Regions from separate parts of the Canis lupus genome. Here region 1 is linked to region 2. A link is a contact called in public Hi-C data. All regions are on one chromosome and are shown on one strand. Each heading gives the region's core, a stretch centred on a gene start, on an enhancer-like site or on the middle of the called end of the contact. The rest is flanking DNA. Distances are from core to core; before and after follow the strand shown.

Region 1 (5,985 bases), core at 2,285-4,784, 120 kb before region 2:
CATGAACCGGGAGCCTGGTGGCCCTTTGCAAATCTCCTATGTCTCTGGTTGTCTCAGCTTCCGCACTTCGGTAGATGACGTCTCCAAAGCATTTGATGATTCCACCATCAAGGGAGAGCTACTGGGCAGAAGCTTAACAATCACCCGTGGCAATGCACAGCGGTGCCAAATGAGTAGGGCAGATCACAGAAGCCTGTCAGCATTTTGGGGAAGGAAAGCACTTATTAACTCTGCCAGTGAATGAGCTGGATTCTCGGAGTCTGTGCACCTAGACTGAGGGCTCCGTCTCCGTGGGTCCTACACGTGTCTGGAGATCTGATCCAGGTGCAAGAGTCCCTATGATGGGTTCCCTAAATGCTGGTGCTGTGACGGGCAGCCTCTGGGCACATCTTGCTTTTTCAGCCACGGTGTGAGCTCTTTGAGGGCCCAGGGTGCATTTCTGTTTTCCCCTGTGTCCTTGGAAAAACTGGCAGGACCCAGTGCCTTGTTGGAAGTCCCAAAAATCTCTTCTTGGAAGACTGAACAGAGAAGGGGTGAGGCTCTGAGAGGCACTGGGCTTAGATGCGCTATCTGGACTCTGGAACTTCAGGATAGCTTCTCAGACGATCAAGCTTAGCCTTAAAGGCAGCTGAAAATCAGGTAGTCTCAGGGCCACCGTGCATCCCCAACCCCCTACCCCCTGCCTCCGGGCAGCGGCAATCCAGCGGCTCGCCCAGCCCGCCGTCCACCATCCCATGGAGGTGAAGCCTTGCTAGCAGACCAGAAAGTGACCCATCCGGTTGTGCTGTTTAGTCATGGTCCAAATCTGGAGTATTTAACTCACCTAACTGGGGCTTTTATTGCAGCAACCTGTACACTTATACCATTTTATGTGCAATGGCAGGGGAGGGACTGGTTTGGGTTTTTTTGTTTTTAAAGATAATTAGAAAAGTCTCTAATGTTCAGCCAGAATGTATCCTAGTGGTCCGTGTAGGTTTTTAGCCAAGTGATACTGTATGTAATCAGGAAAAGGTAGACGTGTATATCACCTACATCTCCCCGCAACTGCGTGAGATAACATAAAACTGCAGGAAGTACCGAGCAAAATGAATAAAAGCAGTCTATTCAACCCTGAGCATGCCCTCTCTCCCCTGCCTGCTCTAAAAACACCATTCCGAAGATTAGGATGGGTGACGCTGGGCCAGGCTCCTATTTCCCCAAGTCACAAATCACCTTAACTTCTATGTTGTAGCTGTTGGAGTTTAGGTGAGGTCCACGAAATGCTTCCAGCAGAAGTCATAGGCTGGCTTTGGCTGCAGGGATTTTGAACCTTATGCACATTTATTGAACATTGCCTATGTGCAAAGTCACCTGGAGGGAAATGTGACCTTAGGGACAGTACAATCGAGTAGGGGTCAGGAAAAGTGATGGAGACAGCATCTTTGATTCTCTGGGAAAATTCTGATCTGTGAGTATGACCTGTGATTAGGATGGTGCCTTGCCTCCCGGTGAGGAGTTCTGCCCGGACTCACCAGGTGCAGTTGAGCAGGAACGTGGTCCTTGCCAAGGGCCCCCAGAGACATTTACTGCATGCTCCCCTGCACAACAGTCCATGGCAACCCTGCTCTGCTTGACAGCAAGGACAGACTCTGCCGTCCTGAGGCTCAGCTTCTCCAAGGCTGTAGAGGGGGTGAGGAAAGAATCTCCATGGCACATCCAAACCCAGAGATACTGGGCCCGACTCCCAGGGAAGAAGCTATAGATATATTTTAGGCTATACTAGGGGCTACTGATGGAAATCAGTGGGTTGGCTAAGTGAACTCTGGGAACCGGATCCAACCTAAAGGTAGGGAAGTCCATCCTGCATTGTGGCCACCTGTGCACCAGACAGTGTGGGCTTTCGAGCCAAGGACTCACTGATCAGAGAGACACTTAGGGGTATGTGTTCCCTCCAGGGCAGCCTTCTTTGCTGTGCCTTGCAGAGAACAGCAAGGGCAGGGGAAGCCCCAGGCTGGCCTCTCCTGGACATACGCAGTCCCTGGAGTAGATGGTCAGGAAAGCCCAGCATCTTTATCACGAGAGAGGCAATGGACTAGCACGGGATCCGTCAGCCTCTGGGAGGAAGGATCCACCAGCAGCAGCATTCCTTACCACGTGTGCACTTTACAATTTCCAAAACGCTGTCAGAGCTAGGAGCTCAGTGGAAGGCAGGGCACATTCTCCATGCACACTGCCCCTGGTTTCAAAACCAAGCCACCAGAAACCCAAAGAGAAAACAAAAGGAGCCACCAGGAAAAATCAAGGTATCCAGCGGTTTCACGAGACCCAGCTCTACTGATCAAGCTGAAGACAAAAAGACCCTGCCAGGCAAATCCTCTGATGCCCTCACTGATCTGTCTTTCACTATCAGAAAGGAATGCAGTGAGGCCAGCAGGGGCAGGGAAAAAAGGAAAGGAACAAGAGTGACTCGGGAAAAACTAGTACCGTGTTTCCAGCGCTGAGTCATGTTTTACAGTGACCCAGGCCTGCGGCCTTAACTTGTGACAAATAATGAAAATCCACACACAGTTCTTTCTGGCATCATCACTTGTGAGTAAATGCAAGAACAGGCCTGTTTGTATATAGTCACATCGTCATGATTCATTAGAACTCCCCAAAAATATTTAGTTACCCAGCTGGTCCCTAGAGGCAACAATCACAAAGTTTGAAGAATAGTATTGTCAACGGTAATTTCAAATTTTATCTTATTTTATTTATTTATTTTTTAAGGATTTTATTTATTTATTTGTGAGAGACACACAGAGAGAGACAGAGACACAGGCAGAGGGAGAAGCAGGCTCTCCACGCGGAGCCTAACAATGGACTGTATCCAGGACCCTGGGATCATGACCTGAGCCAAAGGCAGCCGCTGGAATACCGAGCCACCCAGGTGCCCCTAATTTCAAATTTTAAATAGAAAAACATTCTTGACATGACTCTTAAGATGGCAGTGGGTATTGGGACAGGGGAGACTCTGAGCCACCAGCCCTCCAGCCCTGTGCTGCTGGTGAGCAGGGAAGACAGGGGCCTTGTTGGGAGCAGTTCTGTCACAGTGCTGTCCTCTCCACCCTGGCTCGTCCCTACCTGCTGGGTTCCTGCATCTTTCTGGAAGTTCCTAATCTTCTAGGCAGCTTCTTCCATCTCCAGGTCCCCTTGTGGAAATCTGATATTTTCAAATGTGCCCTCAGGTATTTCATTGGATATGGAGGATGCAATCCTATCCCTATCCCACCTCCAAGCCACCAAGGATAACCTCCCTGGGAACCCAACCCACAGTTCTCAAATGGGGAGGCATCCTCCACTTGACAGGCCTCCACCTGGCCCTTCTCTTGACTTGGAGAGAGAGAGCAGAGATCACAAAGTGCCCACTCCCAGGGAGTTCCCAGACTAGCGGGTGGAGACCAGGAATAGATAAACAGCCACACATAAACTGAGAAATAGCACACAGTGATAACCACTCTTCAGAGGACTAAAGCAGGATGAAAAAACACCTGGGCAGGCAGCAAAGGCCTCTGGAGAGATGACCTTTAGTTCTGGATGGAGGAGGGAGCCAGCTCTGCAAGATCTGGGGAGCAGCATTCCTAGAGAAGGGAGCTGTTGGGTCAAGGCCTCAGGGCAGGAATGAGTCTACTGTCTGTAAAACAGAGCAAAGGTGACTTGGGAGGAAGGTAGGGAGCCTGCAGGACTTCCAATATACATTCTGGAGAGGATTAAAACCAATCGTTGGATTAGAGGGCCTCAAGGGCTGTAATGGGTTTGGTCTATAAGGTTTTGCCATCACTTTGGTGGTTGTGTGAAGAAGATGTGGGGGTGGGGGAGGCCAAGAGGAGGCAGAAGCCTGGTTCAGAGGTATGTTCTAGGTCCCAGCAAGAGAGAGAGCTCTGACAGTGGCCTCTACTGGGCTGTTACTGCCACAGGGGCTCTAGCACAACCCGTGGCAATGTTCCAATCTGTTCTGGGTATGGCATGCTGGGATTCTGGTCAACTGATCCAGGTGGTGCCCTCCCCCATGTGCCATCCTCCCGAGCTCTCCCACCGCAGAGCTTGATTAAATCCAACTAAAGAAGACCCCTATGTCATTTCTGGCTTTAAATGGCCTCACAGAAAAGATACACCTTGCCAGAAGCTTCTCTCGCTTGACCCAGCATAGCATGCACCACATGGTTATTTCTTGGCTTCCCAATCCTACCTGCCATTGGCCTGTCCAGCTCCCCATACAGAGCCTGGCTGCGTTCTGGCATCTAACCTTTGGCTCCATCTTCTGGCTTCTCATCCTGGCTTTCTCCCTCAGCCCAGTAGCTCCAGGGACAGAACATGCAGCAAGGATCCTCTTGTTTGACTTGGCCCAGCAGCGCCAACACGGGTCACCGTCCCTGAGGATGGATCTCACCCAGTCCTGGCCTCACTGCTGGGCAGCCCTGAAGGGGCTGAGGGCCAGTGGACTAGGCTCAGAGGTAAGACAGGAAAAAGGGAAAAGATTCGCCAGCCAGAGAGGGGGCAATAGAAGCATGAAACCCTTTCATACAGATTTCCAGAGGGGGAGATTCTAGAATGATTGTAAGAATAGTAATAAATATTGCCAATCACTGAGTGCCCACCCTGTGCTTGCTCCCAGAAGACATTTTGGATCCAATTTCTTATTTCACCTCAATTGTAAGGCATGGGGGTAGTCACAAATAAGGAAACAGGTTTGGACTGCCTTAGAAGCACACCAAGGCAGCACATCCAGCAGTGCGGAGGGACATCCCAACCCAGGTCCCTGTCTGCAAAGCCTGGGTCCTGGAGCACTGCTCCAGCGGATGGTGACCCCTGTGGCCTGGACACGTGGGTGGGCAACTGAGGGTCTTTGCTCCCTTCTCAGAAATTGAGCCAAGAGAAGGGTCCTGCGTGTTCATCTGTCCCGGTTTCTGTGTGCATGCTAATGGGCCCCCGAGTCCTTCTCGGGCGCATCTGTCCTCTCTCTGTTTTCCTCTGATTCTCAATAACTCAGACAAGACCTGAACTGCACACCTCTGGTTTCCCGTTCCACAGCACTGGGCTCTGGGCTCTGGGCTCTGTACCGAGGGAACACTCGATGAGTGTTATTGACTGGCTGACTCAGGCCCTGTCTGCCCACAAGAGCCATTTTGAGCAGCTTTGACTGAAATACGGATGGAGTCGGTTAAAGTCAAATAAGCAGTCTGGTCGATTCTCTCCTTCCTTCCCACCCCCATCCCCAACGCTGCCTGGAGACGGTAGGTTTTCTCCTTCTTGAAGGAGGACAAGAGGCAGCAGAGCACCCCCGCTCCCCTGAGAAAGGCAGCCAGCACTCTCTCCACCACTGGAGCTTGTCAGGCAGATCCCAATTCTCCAAAGGAGTGGGCTCTAGGCCTGTGATGGCCTTCTTCCCCTCTCCTGCCATCTTCACCTGGCAAACACTATGAGCACCTGCTCCTTGCCAGGCAGCAAGGAACAAACACAACCTGGCTCTCTGTGTCCCTTCTCTGTCATTCTGGGAATAGACAGGGAAGGAAGGTGATTCTTAAAATCAAAAGAAGAAGAAGAAGAAGAAGCCTGTGATCACCCAAGAACTTACTTATTTGATCCCTACACAGATACTTGAATAAAGCATAGACTTCATTAATAAAATAAGCTGGATACAAAACAAGTCAGGGGATATTCATTGGGTGGGATCTTCTAAACCCTGAAACCCTGATTTTTAGGACTTAATATTAAAAGGAAAAAGAAAAGAAAAAACACACATGTGTTTTGCTTGTGCACACTTGAAATGTCCCCGATGGGAACTAATGATATTGGTTGGCTCTCAGAAGGGGAATGGCTGTGTGGGGCAGAGGAGTGGGAGGGAGACTGTTCATAATAAATTCTTTGAAATATTTTAAATCGTGATCATATGAATAGACAGCTTATTTAAGAAATAAAGAGAGACACTATTTTAGAAAGCAAGAGCAGGCAAAGCAAAGCGACACA
Region 2 (5,761 bases), core at 3,180-5,679:
AGATTATTTATTCATTCATTCATTCATTCATTCATTCATTCATGAGAGACACAGAGAGAGACACACACACACAGGCAGAGGGAGAAGCAGGCTCCCCACAGGAAGCCTGACGCAGGACTCAATCCCCGGATTGGGGATCACACCCAGAGCCTAAGGCAGATGCTCAACTGCTGAGACACCCAGGCACCCCTCCTCTCCCTTCTCTTACTTACGGTGGGTGAAAGTGAAGAAGCAGCTAAGCTTTGTTCCCTAAAAGGTTCCAGAGTCCCAGATGAATCTCTAAGCCCTTGGCCGGATAAACTATATGGGAGACTGCAGAGGCATTAGGGTGTTGGGGCTGGGCCTGCCCTAGACCGCAACCAAGATAGAGTGTAAGGTGGTAACTGTCCCTCACCAGGTCATTTCACAGGCCACCTGTTAATTCCACTGTCCTTCCATCTCCAAGGGAACAGGTGCGTGATGGAGCTCTATTCTATCCCCTGTGTTCTAAGGTCCTTCCGCTGATGGGCTCTGGTGAGTGGTTCTGAAAGCTAAGGATGCATCAGTGGCCAATGCCCCTGCAGTTCTTCTGTAGTCACCAGTTTTGTAGCAGGTAAGAACCTTGCATCTCACTGCAATCAGCCTTGGGCATTCTCCTTCTGTGCTTTGAGGCTTGAAGGAATATCGCCACATACGAGTTCATCACAAATTTATTTCCAGGTAACTGGTTCTGCTTTTACATCTTTTAAATCTTGGTCTAAAATGGAGTTCTGAAATTGGATTTCATTCCCCCAGTTCCACCTTACTGAAGGGAATTCAGTAAGTCTCAAGAGACACACTCTTTAGCATTCCCACCCCAATTATGGCTTTCCCCAAACCCATTTGTGGCTGCCTTCTTGTGATTGCTAAAACATCCATTTTGGATAATTTCCCAAATAACATTGTTATTCTTTAAATTAAAGGTTTTCTGGAAAAAGAAACTACAAACAATGAGTTCATTAATGTAGCTTGGTATACAACTAACATACTAAATAACAGAAAAATTGGATATCCTTCAAGAGTTGGCTTTTTTTTTACAATAGCAACACAACAAAATATCTGCAAAAAACTTAATAATTTCTGCAAAATGTTTCAGAAAAAGACCTTTAATAAATGCTAAAGAAGAAGGGTGCCTGGAGGGTTCAGTTGGTTGAGTGTCCAACTCTTGATCTGGGCTTAGGTTTTGATCTCACAGTTGTGAGTTTGAGCCCTGCATTGGGCTCCGTGCTGGGTGTGGAGTCTGCTTTAAAAAAATGCAGGGGCATCTGGGTGGCTCAGTATATTAAGCATCTGCCTTTGGCTCAGGTCCCAGGGTCCTGGGATGGAGCCCCACATCAGGCTTCCTGCTCCAAGAGGAGTCTGCTTCTCCCTCTGCCTGCTGCTCCACCTGCTTGTGCTCTCTCTTTCTCGCTCTTGCTCTCTGTCAAATAAAAATAGTAATAATAATAATAATTATTATTATTATTATAATAAATAGTTTTTTAAAAAGCCAAAGGAGAGTAGAACCAATGGAAACACACTACGTTCAGGAAAATTCATTACCATGTCAATTCACAATCATGTCAATATCTTCATAATTAACATTATCGTGTCACTTATGTTAATATATAAACAATGTGATTTCAATGCAAATATCTGCTTTGTTTTAACTAAATAAGCAGATTTTAAAGTTCATATGGCAAATTAAGCAATCAAGAATACACAGGAAAAGAAAAAAGAGAACAAAAAAGGAAAAAAGGAAGGAGAAGGAACAACCACCTCCCATGTCGAAGCATGCCATAAAGTCTCAATAAGGAAAATAGCACTGTACCAGCTAATGGACAGACAGTCCAGTCAGTAGAACAAACTAGAAATAGACCCAGTTCTGGTCAGAAATTTAGTAAATTACAAAGATGACATGTCTAATCATTGAGCAATAGGCCAGTAAATGGTATCAACACAACTGAAAAAGAATTAAGCACACCATACCTTACCTCCTATTTTGACACAGCATCAACTCCAAATGGATGAAAGAGAGAAAGATTTTTAAAAAATGAAACCATAAAAGTACTAGAAGGAAACGTGGCAAATTCTTATAGAACCCTAAAGAACGGAGAGCCTTTCCTTTATCCAGAATCCATGAAAAAAATTTTTTTAAAGATTACAGTATCCTACCACCTAATTTTTTAAACTTAGACATACACAACATAAGCAAAATAAAAAACAACAATGTGGGGTAAATATTTGCAACTCTTACACAGAGAGCTGATCTTTTCTTGCCAGGAAAAGAGTTCCTAGAAATGATTAAGGAAAAAGATCAAGACAACAAGACAATTTTTGCTTAGATGGGCACAAGATACGCAGAGGCAGTTCATGGAAAAGGAAATGCAAAGTGGCTCTTAAATGAGTGGAATGATGCTGTCTCACTGTTATAAGAAGAATGCAGATTAAAATTGCAATGAGGGGCACCTGGGTGGCTCAGTCAGTTAAGCGACAACTCTTGATTTTGGCTCAGGTCATGATCTCAGGGTGGAGCCCCAGGTGGACTCCGTGTTCAGCAGGGAGTCGGCTTGAAAGATTCTTTCCCTCTGCCCCTCACCTCTCTCAGTGAGCTCTCTCACTCTCTCTTGCTCTTTCTCTAAAATAAGTAAGTAAGTAAACCTTTAAAAAAAAAAAAAACTGCAATGAAATGTCCATGTGGCGAGGCTGTGGGGAAAGAGTTCCCTCCTCGGTTACCAGAGTCTGTGTATATTGTACAACCCCATCCAGAGCATCTAGAAAGCCCTGTAAATATCAAAAACACACTTCTTTTTGACCCAACCATCCTACTCACTGGAATTTATCCTACAGACATACCTGCACAAGCAGGAAATGTCCCGGGCTGGCACTGTTCATAGTAGCAAAAGATTGGAATCAACCCAAGGGTCCCTCGATAGGAAACTAGTTAAATAAATTTATGGCGTGTCCATAAATAAGACACTATAAAGCTGTAAAAATGAATGGAGACACTCTTTAGGCACTGATTTGAAAGGTCTCCAAGATATATAATTAAGCAAAGAGAAGAAATTCCAAGCTCGTTTGTGTAGAATGCTAACTTTCGGCAGCCTTGCCACCAGGGTATTCCGCTGGAGTTTCAATTTGCATTTCTCCTTCCTTAAGTGAGACTGAGGATCCCTCCATTCTTTCATGAGCCATTTTCATTTCCTTTTCTGTAAAGGCAGGAAAGAAAAAGAAAAAAACTACACGCGCACACACACACACACACACACACACACACAGAGGCACAATAAACATGCCCAAGAAATTGCTCTAAGCGTTCACTTGGATTGGGTTGATGGGAGCAGGGCTAGAAGACAAGCTTTTCACAGTTTTGATTTTTGAAGCGAGAAAATGAATTATCCATTCAAATATAAACGCAAACTAAATTAAATCTTTCCCTACCAATTCCTCAGGCTCCCGCTAAGCCTCTCATGTTCCCATCTGCCAAGTATTTTTCCCACCTCTAAATCTGACTTTGGAGGACGGGGCAAGGTCAAGGGTGAACAGGCAGCGGGGGTGCCCGCGAGACCCATACGGATCGCCCCATGTGAATGGACTCCTGCCCATTTGTAGAAGATGAAGTCAGCAGTGGGGCTATTTTTGCCACAAGGGGAACAGTGCCTGCTTTGGGAAGAAATGGGCCGCTGAGTTGGGGCATCCAGGCAAAGCAACTTCAACCATGGACAGCATGTTCCTGCCGCCAGCCAAAGAGAAGGCTCTCGATCCCAGAATATTTCCTCTCCAGCCTTCTGTGCTGCAGCTAGACCCAGACCTGACCTGACTTCCCCGTTGTGCTGAGAGCTTTGCCCGGATTACAAATGTGCAACGGCTCTCAAGCTTGGCTCAGGAATCTGCATTTCTCTTGGAGCACCCGGAATGGCAGCCTGTCACCCCCAGCTTTAAATATTTTCCCCGCCTGAGGGACCCCCGGCCACAGCTTTGTTTTACCTTCCTTTGCGGAAGAACAAGAGCCAGCCAAGGCTCTGCAAGATGAGCCAGCACATCTGACGCACACGGAAAGGAAAAAGCAAACTGGCGTCTCTGACATTGCTGGTCCCCGCAGGCCTGAGCACTTGCAGCTCCCCCTTTGATTCCTCTGACTTTATGAGCTCAGAGCACAACAGGCTGGAAATTAGTAGAGCAGCTGCCCCAGGAAAGAATGTGCTCCTTCCCCCTTTGGAACTTCAAGGGAAAGCACTGAGGGGTGCGGGGGCGCAGGGAGAGGGGAGACGCCGTTTCTGCAGCTCCCACCAGCCTGACCGCTGCCGGGTGGACGAGCCCGGGGGGCCTGGGCACGAGCCTGGGGAGGCCCCATCCTCGGGCTCCTGGGGCAGGCTGCAGAGGCTGCATTTGCTCCGTGGCTAGCCCAGGGGACAGATTCGCCCCGCCCACCCGGGGCTGCGGGACACGAGGACACTGGCCACCCGGCGCCGGCCGCCCTGGAGACAGAGGGCCGCAGGCTGGGAGCCTCGAGCGGTCCCTCACGTCCACGCCCACGTCCACGTCCACGACCACGTCCCCCACCCAGGCCTCGGCCAGGCCACTCGGTTTCCCTAATTAAAAACCGCACGGGAGGGAGGACTCGGGCCTGGTTCCCGAGCTCAGCGGCAGAAAGAAGCTGCCGGGCTCGCTGGGGTGGGCACCGCGACGTCTTCCCCGCTCTCTGCCAAAGCGCCAGGGAACCAAGGACCCTCATTCGAGGCGAACGCGCCATTGCTCCCCGAGGGCAGCACCTTCCTCCTCCCAGCCCGAGGCCGCCCCACCTCTCGGAGTGTGGGCCACCCTCCCGGGAGGTCCTCGGCTGCTTCGCCATCTCAGCCATCTGGCTGGGGCCTGGCGACTCCGGGGCAGCCGTTCATCCCTCCCTGAGGGCTGTGGTGTCCCTAGCATCTGTGATGTCCTTCTTCGGGACATGTGGCTCTCAGAGTCCCTCCCGCCCATCGCGAGAGGGCACGGGAGGGCCCGTGGGTGATGTCCAGACTATGGTGTGTCTGTGGGTCTCCCTTGCAGAGTAGGAGTCCTCGGAGCTCCACCAGCCTCCCTCACTTGTCACCAGCCCCATGAGTCACCCCTACTCACTCCAACTTTCCCACGTCCCTCTGTAAGTGTGGGCCCCACAGTGCCATCCCCTCCGCGGTGTTCTGTGACCAGGGCAGAGGCTAGGAGAGCGTGGCTCCTCAGTCACCAGTTAGCTGGATGTGCCAAGCGCTGGGCCCCCCACGCTCGTCAAGTCGGGTTTCTAGTGGAGGATGTCTCTGCTAACTTGTGGACAAAATATGTCAGCCCCATCTTCTCCAGGTTGAAACTCAGAGTTCTTGGTCCCTGAAAAGTACCCGTGAGACCAGGCTCTCTGTGTGCCTGAGGTGGCCTCCTGCAGCCCGTGGAAGCACCGTGGGAAGTGAAACTTCACAAGGAGGAGGTGGGGAGAACTGAGGCCGGGGCTCTGGAAGCCCATCTGCTATCGTGTGCGTCCTCCTGCCAACCTGCTGGCTGACTTCACGGCCCCTCCATTCTGTCTGTCCACAGTCTGAGGCCTTTGAGAGTAAGCCCTCCAGCCCCCACCATGCGCCGCTGTGAAATGAGCTCCCGAGCCTGGACTCCTCCTCAGTGGCCCAAATAGCAGTAACACAAGGGACCAAATGCCGCTCTGCCGCCTGCACAACAACAGAAACAGCACAGGGAGAAAGAGGCAGATAGGCAACGGTCTTGGAAGAAAACACAGGAA

Evidence for each region. A called contact is a pair of places that touch in the nucleus more often than the background predicts.
Region 1: a contact with region 2 is called in a Hi-C map of amygdala, with 2.1 times the contacts expected there. The contact joins two enhancer-like sites. A contact is called at or near these places in 2 of 9 Hi-C or Micro-C datasets (amygdala and liver).

Annotation. Positions count from the first base shown.
Region 1 is chr4:5,516,935-5,522,919 of UU_Cfam_GSD_1.0, reverse strand. It overlaps LOC119871435 (a long non-coding RNA gene), which reads left to right. Exons shown (of 3, transcript XR_005357765.1): 2 at 4,310-4,472. Among named protein-coding and RNA genes, the nearest start is that of IRF2BP2, 97 kb to the left of the region's middle. Within about 2 kb of position 3,534, at least 7 of the 20 cell types and tissues checked have an H3K27ac peak or open chromatin away from gene starts, as enhancers often do.
Region 2 is chr4:5,396,524-5,402,284 of UU_Cfam_GSD_1.0, reverse strand. LOC111095433 (a long non-coding RNA gene) reads left to right here and starts at 487. Exons shown (of 4, transcript XR_005357764.1): 1 at 487-592. It overlaps LOC102155344 (a long non-coding RNA gene), which reads right to left and starts at 455. Exons shown (of 8, transcript XR_005357756.1): 1 at 213-455. Within about 2 kb of position 4,429, at least 11 of the 20 cell types and tissues checked have an H3K27ac peak or open chromatin away from gene starts, as enhancers often do.